2 separate regions of the Mus musculus genome follow, and region 1 is linked to region 2. The links are chromatin contacts, called in public promoter capture Hi-C maps. All regions are on one chromosome and are shown on one strand. Each heading gives the region's core, a stretch centred on a gene start, on an enhancer-like site or on the middle of the called end of the contact. The rest is flanking DNA. Distances are from core to core; before and after follow the strand shown.

What was found. Promoter capture Hi-C pulls out the DNA fragments that hold promoters and counts their contacts.
Region 1: a contact with region 2 is called in a promoter capture Hi-C map of hippocampal neurons, with 7 times the contacts expected there. The contact joins the enhancer-like site here to the promoter of Slco2b1 in region 2. A contact is called at or near these places in 21 of 39 promoter capture datasets (the 3T3-L1 cell line, 3T3-L1-derived adipocytes, the C10 cell line and 15 more), 20 of 484 Hi-C or Micro-C datasets (the CH12 cell line, the HL-1 cell line, the N1E-115 cell line and 16 more), 1 of 115 datasets of contacts at active chromatin or transcription factors (microglia) and 4 of 9 other capture datasets (adipose tissue, embryonic stem cells, liver and 1 more).

What each region holds. Positions count from the first base shown.
Region 1 is chr7:99,877,062-99,879,865 of GRCm38.p6, reverse strand. It overlaps Xrra1 (X-ray radiation resistance associated 1), which reads right to left. Exons shown (of 19, transcript NM_001164258.1): 7 at 399-496. All of the region lies in intron 4 of Gm38405 (a long non-coding RNA gene), which reads left to right. Among named protein-coding and RNA genes, the nearest start is that of Xrra1, 19 kb to the right of the region's middle. Within about 2 kb of position 1,390, at least 8 of the 459 cell types and tissues checked have an H3K27ac peak or open chromatin away from gene starts, as enhancers often do. A contact at or near this core is called in cortical neurons and hippocampal neurons, where this site is marked.
Region 2 is chr7:99,705,560-99,708,353 of GRCm38.p6, reverse strand. It overlaps Slco2b1 (solute carrier organic anion transporter family, member 2b1), which reads left to right and starts at 1,512. Exons shown (of 14, transcript NM_001252530.1): 1 at 1,512-1,843. The coding sequence starts at 1,828. Gm34280 (a long non-coding RNA gene) reads right to left here. Exons shown (of 5, transcript XR_003946841.1): 4 at 2,616-2,737.

The DNA of each region.
Region 1 (2,804 bases), core at 141-2,640, 170 kb before region 2:
CTAAGGAGATATATCTCCCATGAAACTCTTCCTCCTATGATACTCCGTTTAAACTCACTTTTCTATAGATTCCTCTGAATATGAATGACCCTTGGCACTTACATTCCAGGGTCATACACCTTGGCCATAATTACCTGTCTGCCATCAGTACCACTAACACTATTACCTTCACCACCATCACCACCACCATCCTCCTCCTCATCATCATTATCATTGTCATCATCATCATCACCACCACCACCATCACCACCATCTTCTCCAGAGGCCAGAAGCAAGAAGCAAGAGCCTAGCAGTGAAGGCCCAGAGAACCTTTGTCCAAAGTCATAATCTGTCGAGATGCCTATACTCATTCTTACAGGGGAACAGGTAGGATCAAAAACTTCCTACCTCCAACTTACTTCCAATGTCTTGAAGTCTCCATATTTCACGTAGACCATCTTGATGCCATTGAACGCAAGCTCCAGTTCCTTTAGAACTGGAAATGTGTGAAAGACATCTACATGGAAACGGGGGGGGGGGGAGAGAAAGAGAATAAGAGAGGATCTTGAGCTTGGAAAGGCTTACAGAGGAAGATGCTAATGATCATTCACTGAGCTTCCAGCTGTGGGCGATGCTTTATGTTGCAGACCTCAGATCTCTAACCATAAGGTTGGAGAGATGGTTTGGAGGTTAAGAGAATTCCCTGCTCTTGCAGAGTATAGTTCAGTTCCCAGCGTCCACCCTGGGTGGCTTCCAACTGCCTGTTACTTCATCTCTAGGGGATTCCAAGAAAAATTTAAACCTCTAGCTACTTCACTAACAAGAATCCATTCATCCTATCACTGAGGAAATGACATCTCTGGAAGGCTAAGTGACTTATTTGAAATAAGGTGGCTGGTAACTGGGAAAACTAAGGCTCGAATGTTAAGTCTGTTCAAATGGAAGGCCTGTCCATTTAAAACTGATATATATTATTTTCTCTTCCCAATCCAGGGGCCAACCTAAGGGTCTTGTGCATGCTAGGCAAACTCTCTACCACTGAGCCACACTCCTAGATAACCTCTGATTAGAGATGCTAACATGCTTACCCCAAATAGTCAAACATCACGGGGAAAAATGTTCCTTTAATCCCAACATTTAGTGTCAACTGTTCAAAATTTTATGTATATACCTAATATTTTTCTCATGTATGTATTGAAATACAGTTTTCTTCTTATAAAAACAGAATACATGCTGTACAGTGGCTTTTCTCCTTTCACAGTTTGATGTGAAGATTATTCCAGGTTAAACTTGTCCAGCATCTTAGTTATCTTTCTAGTATAGACATGCACTCGCTTTTCCTGTTGGTAGTGTGTAACCTATGTGGGAGGGAGGTAATCAAGGACTCCTTCTTGCATGACAACTGGATCTTAGATTCACTTTCTAGGCCTGTTTCCCTGGTAACCTAAAGCACATGCTATGGTAACTGTGTTACTAGGCAACTATTGCTTGTGGTAAAAATGACTGCAGAGTGGAAAATTATGTCTGGACCAGGAGAAGGTATAAATTATAAATGCCCGAAGGGGGTGCTTCTCTTTAAGTGGTGACTCCTAGAATCAGACATGTCCTTCATGGGTATTCTGTAATATAGACCTATGGAATGGCACATTGGTTCCTGTGTTGATGAGATTTCCAAACAAGGGTGATCCCTGCATTTACCCAATGAGAGTTTCTGTCCAGCACCCAGGGTGACTCTTGGCTAGTGGACAACCCTGCAAGAGAGTCAACCATGGGAACTCCACTGTAGGACTCCTGAAATCCTACAGGAACACAATGTAGAATCACTTAGAAGCTTCTAAGTGAACCTGGTGTACTATGTAGCCTACAAGAGCTTGAGAGTCAGGAGGCTCAGTAAGGTCAAATAAGACACTGACTGGGGGAATTCCCTTGGGTAAGTCTCTTTCTGTGGAATATATTCCTAGAAACAGAACTACTAAAGGCAGTGACTATCTCAACTTTTAAAAGATTTATTTATTTACTTATTTATTATATGTATATGTTCCTGTGTGACACTGTGTGCAGTAAGTATGTGCAGAAGCCAATGAAAGTGAGAAGAGGTCACTGGATCCTCTGGAACTGGAGTTACAGGTGGCTGTGAGTGGCCCCCATGGGTGCTAGAAATTGAACCCAGGTCCTCTGCAAGAGCAGCAAATACTCTTAACAGCTGAGCCAGATCTCCAGCCTCATCTTAAATTTTAAGAGACATTGCCAAATTTCCTTTAAGGACTCACACAACTTTCTTATATTTGACTTTCACCGAGAGTCTCCCTTGACTACGCAGGGCTGGCTGTGGTTAGCATCTTTCATACTTGCCAATATTTGATGGACATAAAACTGTGTACTGGTGTTATAGGTGGCTGTGAGTGACCCCCATGTTTTTGTCCTTAATGAAGCTGGGCATTTATCAGGCCTTTTGGCCTGTTTATACCAAGGCATTCCTAGCAGAATACACTTTCTTCTAAGGCAAGGATCTTATTAGATGCTTTGATGGACGCTATCCTCCAACTCATTGAAACAAACTCATTGACACACCCCTTCTAGAACTGTCTCTGGGTATCCCCAGCCTCATCCCTGCCCCTGTGATTCCCATCTCTTCCCAGATCACTCTCTCAATCCCCTTCACTCCCCATCTCAAGCTTCATTCCCCTCCCATGGAAAACCCCTCCTCTCTGAGATTCCCTGGTTAAAAGCCTTCCACGCCTCTTCTGTCTAGAGGACTAAGCTCAACTCTCAAAGCCCTTGATAATCAAGCCCTTGCCAGTGCATCTAGCCTCAGTTTTTCTCCC
Region 2 (2,794 bases), core at 263-2,762:
TAGGATCCACACAGCCCATGGGGCTGTGCAGTGTGCAGGCTGCAGCAAACAGCAATGTTCCCAAGTACACGAGGCCAGGGAGCAAGGCAGCAAGCACAGAGCTTAGGGCTCCTGTGGATGGGACCCAACTCAACTACTAGTTCAGGAACTGTCTGAGGACCTGTTAGCTCAAGTTTCATAGGCTGACCTTTGTTCCACCTAAGCACATCTGAGTCCATGAATATTCTGGTTTCATACAAAAAGCCTCAGTTCCTGAGGCTAAGTCAGTGATAAGAGAGTTTCTAAGGGACCCTCCTTCTTGCAGCTCTGTACCAGTGATTTGATATCTTGAAGGTTCTCTGTCTTCCAGTCTCTAGGAAAACTCGCTGCTGACTTTGGACTGAAGGGTGAGAGCCCAGATCTACTCTGGCTTCCCAATTAGGACAGAGTCTTCTTTCTGTCAGTCCGTCACAATTGCTGGCCTTCATCCACGGTCACGTGCTCATATTGCTGGTCCTTCAATGACACCTTCACTCAGAAAGCGTTGGGCATCTGGCTGAGTGCCTAAGCTCCAGCCAGATCTGTATCTCAGATGTCCCAGCTTTCTATGGCCAAGTGGGCTAAAGGAAGCTCTCTATCATTCCGAGGAAGCTAGACTCTCAACTCACATCCCCACTCTATGCACAGGTCTCCTTTTGGAGATGGAGTTGTGCTCATTTCTGTATCAAATTGGGGCCAACTCTTCCCTGAGAAGAGAGCCTGGGTTGAAGGGCATGCCTGGTTCTAGCATGATGGGTGGGGGTGGGGAGCAGCAAGACATGTTTTCCCAGCAAGTGGGGTGCTCTGTGGCATGTGACTCAGACTGTGAAATGGAGGAATCCAAGGCTGTTGGATGAATGGGCCCTAGGGAGCCTCCCCAGCCCAGTGAAGGCCCTGCCTCTTGCCCCTCCCTCCAGTTCAGCCTCTGGCCTCCAGGCTTGGCTTCTCTATTTATTGTCGCACTCTTCACACCACAAGAACTCCTGTGATGCCTGTCCCTTGGCTAGGGCCAGCACTGGGATGGGATCATTCTTCCAGCCATCTAGAAGACCTTTGTCCAGACATCTCTTAAGAATTTCACGTTTACTGTTTTGTCTTGCTTCCTTTCCCCCTCCCTTCCTTCCCCTTTCATCTAGGTGGCGCAGATGGCAAGGGCAGATATTAGTGAGAGATGAGGGAGACAGGGCAGAGGCTCAGAGGGAAGCAAAGGCTTGCTTCAGAGCTCATAGAGGGTTGGGAAGACAGCAGCCCCACAGGAAAAGCAGCTCAGGCGGTGACTAGGATTGCAGCAAAGAGACTGAACATTCTGGAATGTTTGTCTCTAGAATGGTCCTGAACTTAAGAGCCATAAACAGCTTCTCACTCTGGCCTCTGCTGCTCCCACAGGAAATAACCATAAGCCTCAGGGAGGGACCAGCCTCCTCACTGCATGGGGGCTGGACCTAAACAAACCCGCCTCCTTTGCAACTCCTGGTCCTGGGCTGTCCCAACCAGAGATCAGAGGAATTCATGGAACCAAAGAAACAGACACTGCAAGGGTTGGGGGGTCTAAAGCTAGATAAAGGAGCAAGTTCCCAGAAGAGCTCTCAGGGAGGGGTCAGTTTGAGCAGGGCTTCTACCACACCTGACCTGGAGGCAGCTGCTGTCTAGTGTGGCCAAATAAATATAGCCTAGTGAGGGACAGTCCTACCTTGATGGTCCCTGCTGCTCTCTCAGGAGCTGTCTCCCGTTGTCCACTGGCAGGCTCACTTCCTCTCTGCTAAGCTCCAGGTTGGACTGGGGGCCACAATTCTCTGCATTTCCCCAGCCATGGGGCCCAGAATAGGTAAGTCTGGGGGACGGAACGGAAGGAATTGGGAGGGAGCCTGGAGGCTTCTCCAGCCACAGGAAAGGGGGGAGACTATATATAGTGCCTCTGTGGTGTGCTGAGGAGACAGAGGCTTAGTTCTGCACAGAACAAGCCCCTCTCCCCTGGTCTGTGGACCTCAGAGAGGGTATATGAGTGAATGAGAGGGGCAGGAAGGGAAGCCAGTTTACTGGGCTGGAGACAGGGAGCCAAGCCAAGCCACTCTGCTGAGCTAGAGACCCAAGACCTTAGAAAGGCCAGCCTACCCAGCCTCATTAAGCTAATCCCCAACACTCATCACCCCCACACCGGTGTGAGGGAGGCAACGTAGAGATGGATGGACAAAGTAGAGGACCACAGAGAAGAAGCAGAGAGAGACACACACAGAGAGAGAGAGAGAGAGAGAGAGAGAGAGACAGAGACAGAGACAGAGACAGAGACAGAGAGACAGAGAGAGAGAGAAAGAGACAGAGAGACAGAGAGAATGTGCAAACAGACACAGGAACCAACAGGTGTCAGCAGGACAGAGGGGCAGACTAGGAGCAGGACAGAGGAACAGACACAACATGGCTCTGAAGGAAAGTCACAGCAAGGACCTGGAGGGTGAGAGGGGAGTGTCAGTGTGAGCCAGAAAGACAGAAAACCACCAACCCACAGGGACAAATGCTCAAAGGGACTGACAGACAGATTTCAGACACAATCCACAGGATCCACACAGAGAGGGCACTCTGAGAGGCCTGCTGACACTTACCTGGAGTGGGTAATGGTGGGGTCTGAGGAGGCTAGAGGGGAAGTGTCTGGAAACTTCCTGAGGCCAAGTGTGGAGTGGTGAGAGGAAAGCACAGAGTGGCCAGGTCAGAGTGACAGACCCACCTGTGACAATGGTGGAACAGAAGGTCTTTACACAGGGAGTCCGGGCTGGATGCCCTA